Linked DNA regions of Sus scrofa: regions 1 and 2 are each linked to region 3. The links are chromatin contacts, called in public Hi-C and HiChIP or PLAC-seq maps. All regions are on one chromosome and are shown on one strand. Each heading gives the region's core, a stretch centred on a gene start, on an enhancer-like site or on the middle of the called end of the contact. The rest is flanking DNA. Distances are from core to core; before and after follow the strand shown.

Region 1 (2,700 bases), core at 125-2,624, 330 kb before region 3:
GATTGAACCCGCATCCTCTGGATACTAGTCGGATTCATTTCCACTGGGCCACACCGGGAAGTCCCAGTACTACATTCTTAAATATGAATGAACAGCCAAGGGTGATCACACATTTAGGGAACCATCCAATGTAAAAGGCAGAGACAAATGGAAGTAAATAGGAAAGAGGAACCTAAAGGAAATGGACCCCCAAAGAGCCACTACAAAAAGCTTCGAAATTATGACGAAAATATTCACATATGTAGGTGAAGATATTGAATATATATGATATCGTCTGATAGTCAAAAAATGATGGTGAAATGATAATTACAGGTATGCACGTCCTCAAAAGCATAATCACCCATGCCCACGTCCTTAGGGAGCCACAAGAGCCTGTGCCTCACCGAAAAGAGGAAATTAACCAAGAAGGGGAAATGCACATATCATAAAGCCCAGCCCAGGAGTGGCAGGAAGGGACTTGCAGATTTGATGAGTCTGGGAGCTCTGGACATGGCAGCGGGAATCAGGCTGGCAGCTGATGGGCAAAGGCTCTAGGAAAGCATTGCTAAGGAAAACGAATGGAACCAATAGAGGCGTTTTATTATATAAGGCGGGGGATGTACACCCGGAGTGGAAAGAGTGTGGAAGAATTAGTGACAGATACACAGAAAACCAAAAAAAAAAAAAAAAAAACAACAAAAGTGTAAAAAGGATACAATTATGATTATTTCTCCAAAAAACAAAAGCAAATGCTACAACAGTACACGACCTGGCTTAAGTGGGAGTAGTCCCTATAACCAAAGTAATGCAAACAAAGAATGACAGTTTAAACAGCATCTCTGAGAGTATTTGGGGAGGAAGTTGGGGGTGGCGGTGGGAAGTGAACTGAACACGACCCTGTGTGCATTTGCAGTAATGGTACGGAGGTGTCTGAAGACAGCTAAATCTTTATCTTGCAAAGTTGAAAAAGAAAATCATGGACTTGGAAAATAGACTTGTGGCTGCCTGATGGGAGGGGGCGGAGTGGGAGGGATCGGGAGCTTGGGCTTATCAGACATAACTTAGAATAGATTTACAAGGAGATCCTGCTGAATAGCAATGAGAACTTTGTCTAGATACTCACGTTGCAACAGAACAAAGGGTGGGGGAAAAAAAAGTAATGTATACATGTAAGGATAACTTGATCCCCTTGCTGTACAGTGGGAAAATAAAATAAAATAAAAAAATAAATAGATAATGCTTAAGAGAGAAAAAACAGAGAAAGTGTAGAAGAGGGATATTATTTTGAAATAACAACATAAATACCAAAAGAAGTAGCTGAAAGAGTTCAAAGTGGGTGCCTTTGGCATCTATGATTCAGAGATGGGGAAATGAGAAGTAAGACATGATTCAGAATTTGTGGTTGATGCCGTAAATTTATTTTTTAGTTGAGTTCTGAAACTATGACTTTTCATATTATCCTTCCTGTAGAGCATGAGAATATTCTGCTGCTAAGATTCCAAAGGACTGGAGTTCCCATCATGGCTCAGCGGTTAAAGAAACTGACTAGCATCCATTGAGTATGTGGGTTTGATTCCTGGCCTCTCTCAGTGGGTTAGGGATCCAGTGTTGCCAAGAGCTATGGTGTAGGCCACAGACATGGCTTGGATCCCGTCTTGCTGTGGCTGTGGCTGTGGTATAGGCCGGTGGCGGCTATAGCTCTGATTCAACCCCTAGCCTGGGAACCTCCATGTGCTATGGGTGTGGCCCTAAAAAAAAAGACAAAAAAAAAAAAAAAAAAAAAAGATTGTGAAGGATTATATTTCAGTAGGACCTCAAAGGAAAAAAAAAAAAACCAAAAACTGTTAGCATAGGCATCAAAATTTAGTAATGGCTGTGTAATTCCAAGTATTTTTATATTTTTTTATTTTCTGAACTCTCCAAATAGCATTCAATAGCATCCATTATATTTATAATGAGAGAAATTGATGAAAATTAGTATACAAGTGAATTTCTGTCACTTACAACTACATAATAGTATTCACTGCCCAAGCAAAGATAAGAAAATGCTTTAAAATATGATATAGTATGAATGGTGAATTTTTTTCCCTACTTCATTCTTGTCTCTGTATTATTCATTTAACAATAGGAAAAAAAAGTCCCTTTAAAATCAGCAAGCTTAGTCCCAAATGTTCTGGCTTCTGGATAAAAGACAACATACTGGGTTCCATGATTTCCAATATCTGATAAAAGACAACATTTCAATCCTTCAGATGTTAGAACGAAGGAGTAAAATTTGAAGATTTTTGAGGCTTGAATACGATCATTTTAGGGCAATACAAAGAGAGAGTAATACAGAGATGTTCCATATTTTTTGAATTTCACTCCCCAGCAGGAGACAAGGCAACTGAAAAGAAAAGGAGCTTGTTCTTGAAAAGGATAATGATATTCCTTCTACTAATGATTCCTTCAACAACTGCTGTGTCTATTACGTGCCAGGCACTGGGGATGCAGCAGGGAACAAAACTAAGCACACGTCTCAATGGTGCCCTCCATCCTAGTCGGGGGAGCAGCCGATACACAGACAAACATATATGTGGACTGTCAGCTGGGTGTGCAGTGAAACCAAGAATGCAGGGAGAGGGCCAGACCAGGTGGGGTGGGGTCTATTTCATGCAGGGGCTCAGGGAAGGCCTCATGATCATTGGAGCAGAGCCCAGAGTGAACTGAGGCAGGCACTGG
Region 2 (2,700 bases), core at 160-2,659, 270 kb before region 3:
TTCTAAACCCCAGCGACAGCACACACCTCCGTAAGCATAGACACTGAAACAAGCCAAGGTCGCAGATGCAAATGAGGGAGCGGGCAGTACCTCGCAGGGGCGCATCACTGTGACTGCCGTCCAAAATTTCTACAAAGTCCCGGGTACATGTGCTGCTGCTTTCAAGCCCAAAGTGGCTGAAGGAGAGGGTGATATGATTGACTATAAGGAGAAAAGGGGAGACTGTTTAATGACGTTCTGGCAAACGAAACACACAGCGAATAAGATTTTTACCTCGGATGATTCTCCGGCAGCTTCTTCAGCAGGGAAGCAGTGAATGTGGAAGATGGGGGGGAGGGCATGGGGGGCGGAGAGGAGGAAAAGGAACCGGTTCTGGTAAAAGCTTTCCTGTGAAGGGCAACCGAATCGATGGTTTTAAAAATGCCTCTAGGAGCTCCCCTTGTGACACAGCGGAAATGAATCCGACTAGTATCCATGAGGATGCGAATTCGATTCCTGGCCTCTCTCGGTGGGTTAAGGATCTGGCATTGCTGTGAGCTGTGGTGTAGGTCCCAGATGTGGCTTGGATCCAGCATTGCTGTGGCTGTGGCGTATACTGGCAGCTGCAGCTCCGATTCGACCCCTAGCCTAGGAGCTTCCATATGCTGCTGGTGCTGCCCTAAAAAGCAAAAAAAAAAAAAAAAAAACAAAAAACAAAAAACAAAAACAAATAAACAAAAAACAAACCCTGCAGAATCTGAAATGCTGCTACTGGTAAGGTAGAGGACCCTTGGGTAGGCTTATTCCACGGACTCTGGGGAACGTATCAGCCATTGCTCTGTTCCTCTCGGAAGCACTTTTCATAATAGAATAGTTTCCTTAGATTCTGACTCTTTACCTGTGCTTATAAATGCATCCCATCTTTCCCCTGGTGCACGTCTCCTAGCATTCTCGGATTGACTTTAAGGCCAGAACCAGGGGCCTAGAGGTCGAGTCACTATACAGAAAGCTTCGAATAATGTGCAGAACAGTACATGTTGGGGTACCTTTCCCTTTGGTTTTTCTTTGAACCTGTGAGATCTTTCATCTAAACACTTCACCCCTCAGTAGCAATTATCCTTAGGTATAAAACTGCTAGCCTCAAGGCAGGGGTCTTCTTTCTCAGTTCCTGGCTGGCTGGCCACTCTCTCTGGCTAAGGATTTCCTCACCAACCCCCAGATTTACATGCAGGGCAGTAAAGAGAGCCTTTTGGGAATGCTTAACATCCCTAGGAAAAATGTTAGAGAATACTTAACGCCAGATACTTCATTTTTTAGATTAGCTAATGGGGCCTGGTGAGCTTTAGTGACTTGCCTATTATCACAGAGGTCATTCATTTTAGAGCAGAGTCAAGAATGACTCTGAAAGGCAAGAATGTAATGCCTTTCCCACATTATGTCTGCAATCATACATTTTTCCTGAAAACCTCAAGGCAGGGCAGGGCTTATTGGAAACAGGATTCATAATGGACCCAGAATTACCCTTTGCAATCATTTCACTTGTGTCTTGAGGGGTCTCCTCATTTTCTTTGTAAAACGTGGAGTTCCCACGGCGGCACAATGGAAATGAATCCAACTAGGAACCATTGAGGTTGCAGGTTCGATCCCTGGCCTTGCTCAGTGGGCTAAGGATCCGGCGTTGCCATGAACTGTGGTGTAGGTCACAGAGGCGGCTTAGATCCCCCGTTGCTATGGCTGTGGTATAGGCCGGCAGCTACAGCTCCAATTTGACCCCTAGCCTGGGAACCTCCATGTGCCATGGGTGCAGCCCTCAAAAGACAGAAAAGACAAAAAAAAAAAAAAAAAGAAGAAGAAAGAAAAAAAGAAAAAAAAATGTGGACACTAATCTTTACCAGCAGATTATTACCAGATCAGAACAGAAGACTCTAGGATTCTGAAAAGAAAATAGTGGAAGCACTTAGGAAATGTTTCTTCAAGGCCTATGCTGGGATTCTTGAAAACACATGTCTTGGTGGCGAGACCAGGTTTTATAATGAACCTCCGCCTTGGCTGAAGACCCATGGCTCATGGTACTGCATTCCCAACTATGAGTTATTCATTCTCGACTTCATGGTTCTTATTATTCATTTTTTCATTCGGCAACTGCCTTGAGCATCTAATGCACTCAAGGCACAGGCCCCCAAGTGACTACTTTCTCCATTACTTTTGCTTGCCCCAATTTCACGTGTCTGTCATTTCAACAAGGTTACAGGGTTTGGTTTTGTTTGGTTTCCTTGGCTGGGCCTTGAAACTTTTTTTTTTTTTTTTTTGAAAAGGAAAATTAAGAATAAAGAGTAAAAATGATTTCCTCTTAGAATAGGAAATCCTGTTCTCGTGCACATCAGGAACTGAGACTTCCAAAAACAGAAGAGGAAGGCCATCCATTGTTACCATGGAAGAGATAAGGGCCTGAGTCACAGCTGGCTTTTCCCACAGACTCCATGCATCCTGGATTCTTTTTTTATTTTGGTTACTTACACGGAGGCTGAGCTTGGATGATCCAGCTGCAGTTCTGATTGTTTGGGTAGCTGGCAGGGAACCGTGGAGAGGAGATGGTATCGAAGGAGTCGGTGAGGATGTGGCCGCCACAGGCTAAGGGACACACAAGCACACACGTATGTCAGGCACGTTGGATTGCTCCTGGCTCTACTGAGCAATTATGTGATGAATGAAAATGGAAGT
Region 3 (2,700 bases), core at 7-2,506:
CGTGGTGACTCAGTCAGCAAGCGTCCCCTGACAGCACCAGCGCATTGTCCTGGGATCAGCATTTTAGGTGGGAGGAAGGTCCACCCTCCCTTTCCCCAGAGGGAAACGGCTTTTTCTCATCCGAAGGGTTCCAGGCAAACTCACAATAGTGACATTTGCAGAGCGGAGCTCGCATAAAGGGCTCTCAGAGCATAAGTGGGCCCGCTAGGACGCCACACCCCAGGAATGCGCCTCGGGAGGGACCCGCAGAGCGGGGAGAGAATTAAGGCAATCCACAGCGGGGGAGCGGTACAGCAAGGGGTCCTGCAGCGCGACCTTGGCAGCCCCACCGGCCAGAACGAACTGAAAGGAGGTAAACAAAACACTGCCTAAAAGAGGCTTGTACAAAGAAGTGAAAATAAACCCTTCATTTGGTTCTGAACTATTTTTTCTTAAATGCCAGGCAACCTTCAGGGCCCCCCTTTCCAAAACAAAAACACAAAAGCAGAGGGAAGAATTTTATCTCCCTCCACATCCACCACTGAATCAAGATGTTTCTACTTTTGCAGTGATTTTGGAGTTAATCCGTTCAATACTCAACTCTTCTAAACACTGAAACACCACAACAATAACGACGAAAACCTGTGATTTTTAAATTGCTACGAAATCACTGACAGACTCTCTTCTCTGTTCTGCGCTTTACTCATTCCCAACAAAACCCCTTCAGTTGAGTGATTTACCTAGAAAGATTTTCAGGTTGGAATCTGAACACGCCCTTGTGCCCTGGACCAAAAGTTTTCTCCTTCTGTAGACAGCTTTATCCCCCTCACTCCAAGATGAATTGCAGGAATTCTTCTGGAAAATAGGCTAAGGGACCTGTGACATTTCTCAGACAAGTCACCAGAATCCTGCGCTGTGCATCATGCGTGAACTAAAATGAACACATAAATCTAGTCTCAAACATTCAGTCCCTTGAGTTACATAACTGCCTTTTATTAATCAAATTAAACATTTAAAGCAACATCTACTTAATTCTATAATTGGTGTAGATTATATCTTTAATGTCTCTCACTACAGCAGAAAAAGCAGTGATCACTCAATTGGATTTTGCAACTACAGAGTTTCCTCTTTCACCCAGAAACGTTCAGATCTTGTTAAAAGTCGGGTGCGGTTTTACGGGGGGAGGGGGTGGAGGAAGGCGGAGAGGAGACCGGAGGGGAGGCGGGAGGAAACTTTGCAAGAAAAACCCTCCCCAAGTGCCTTTGTGAGGCCGGAGACCGGCGTTTGGCGGTTACAGAGCCTCCGCGGAAGTTTCTTACTAAAGAGAAGCCAGCATATTGGAGCAAAATCTGGATTGGGCGCGTTCCTAAGAATTTAGGAGCGCTCTAGACTCCAAACCAGCGAACGGCACATAAGAAAGCAGAGCCCAGCTCGAAGTTGGGTAAAACTTAGAACCAACAGTACTCGCACAGTGGCCCGGGGAGACGAAAGTCAATCTCGTCTAACGGTTTTCCTGAACCGCTAGGACTCCTCAACCTCGGTGGCGGGACAGCAGAGCGCAGTGACTCACTGCCAGTGGTGACTCAGCGACCCCACCCATCTCCCCTGGGCTTTCCTTGGCCACTTCCTTGCAGCTCCTTGTCCAAAGCCGGGCCCAGCCGGTTAGGTCCCTGAACAGGAACTCCTACTACAGGAGGACGAGGAAAGTTGGGGCCGGATTGGTCCCGCTGTCCAAGCAGGCGTGCGCAAGGCTGCGCAGAGCCCAGAGCCCTGCGCCCCGGGCTGTGCGCGCCCCCACCTCGCGCTCCAATCTCAGGCCCTCTTTGTTTCTTTCTCCACGCCTTCCGATCTGCTGGATCCCTCACTCCTCTCTTCCGGCTCCTTTACCCGCGGGGCCCCCCCACCCTCGCGCTTCCAGGCGACCGCAGCCAAGGGGCCGCGCGCCCCTCCCACCCGCACGCTTCCTCCTACGCCTCCCTAGCTGGCTGGGTGCCCGGGACCCTTGTGGTTCAGTCTAGGGAGGGCTCCCCCATCACCGCGGGACCCAGCCTTTTTCATCACCCAGAGGTGAGCACACCTCAGGCCATCCTCAGGAAAGCCCCAAAAGTTCCAGTTCAGCCTCCAAGTTACTGGGGGACTGAGCATAGTCCCGGTTGCGGAGGAGGGGGGAGGAGGGAGGCTCCCGGGCTCCCCCGCCCCAAACCCCAGGCCAGCCTTCCCGCCTCTCGCCGGGTCCCCATTGGCTGGCGCACTCCGCCGCCGGGATGGCAGTGGGAGGGAACGCTCCATCCTAAGGCGGTTATAAAAACTGCGCCCTCGGCGGGGTCCCGTCCTCTGCCACTCTTGCTCCGGGGTCCCCGCGCCAGAGACGCAGCAGCGCTCCCTTTGCCCACACCCACCGCTCCCTCGCTCGCCTCTCCTCCCGGAGCCAGTCCGCGCCACCGCAGCCGCCCAGCCCACTGCCACCTCTGCAGCCATGTCCACCAGGACCGTGTCCTCGTCCTCCTACCGCAGAATGTTCGGCGGCCCTGGCACCGCTAGCCGGCCGAGCTCCAGCCGGAGCTACGTGACCACGTCCACCCGTACCTACAGCCTGGGCAGCGCGCTGCGTCCCAGCACCAGCCGCAGCCTCTACACCTCGTCCCCGGGCGGCGTGTACGCCACGCGCTCCTCGGCCGTGCGCCTGCGGAGCAGTGTGCCCGGCGTGCGGCTGCTGCAGGA

Evidence for each region. A called contact is a pair of places that touch in the nucleus more often than the background predicts. HiChIP or PLAC-seq counts read pairs in DNA pulled down with a chosen protein or histone mark.
Region 1: an H3K27ac HiChIP or PLAC-seq map of alveolar macrophages shows a contact between it and region 3. The contact joins the enhancer-like site here to the promoter of VIM in region 3. A contact is called at or near these places in 1 of 5 promoter capture datasets (fetal liver), 3 of 47 Hi-C or Micro-C datasets (embryonic fibroblasts, fibroblasts and heart right ventricle) and 2 of 2 datasets of contacts at active chromatin or transcription factors (alveolar macrophages and skeletal muscle).
Region 2: a Hi-C map of embryonic fibroblasts shows a contact between it and region 3, with 2.3 times the contacts expected there. The contact joins the enhancer-like site here to the promoter of VIM in region 3. A contact is called at or near these places in 1 of 5 promoter capture datasets (fetal skeletal muscle), 4 of 47 Hi-C or Micro-C datasets (embryonic fibroblasts, heart right ventricle, skeletal muscle and 1 more) and 2 of 2 datasets of contacts at active chromatin or transcription factors (alveolar macrophages and skeletal muscle).

The regions. Positions count from the first base shown.
Region 1 is chr10:43,188,752-43,191,451 of Sscrofa11.1, forward strand. The region is part of intron 49 of CUBN (cubilin); the gene reads right to left. Among named protein-coding and RNA genes, the nearest start is that of CUBN, 220 kb to the right of the region's middle. Within about 2 kb of position 1,375, at least 4 of the 83 cell types and tissues checked have an H3K27ac peak or open chromatin away from gene starts, as enhancers often do. A contact at or near this core is called in alveolar macrophages and embryonic fibroblasts, where this site is marked.
Region 2 is chr10:43,242,247-43,244,946 of Sscrofa11.1, forward strand. CUBN (cubilin) reads right to left here. Exons shown (of 68, transcript XM_021064811.1): 34 at 2,497-2,610; 35 at 91-201. Among named protein-coding and RNA genes, the nearest start is that of CUBN, 170 kb to the right of the region's middle. Within about 2 kb of position 1,410, at least 10 of the 83 cell types and tissues checked have an H3K27ac peak or open chromatin away from gene starts, as enhancers often do. A contact at or near this core is called in embryonic fibroblasts and skeletal muscle, where this site is marked.
Region 3 is chr10:43,515,185-43,517,884 of Sscrofa11.1, forward strand. It overlaps VIM (vimentin), which reads left to right and starts at 1,257. Exons shown (of 8, transcript XM_005668107.3): 1 at 1,257-2,700. The coding sequence starts at 2,456.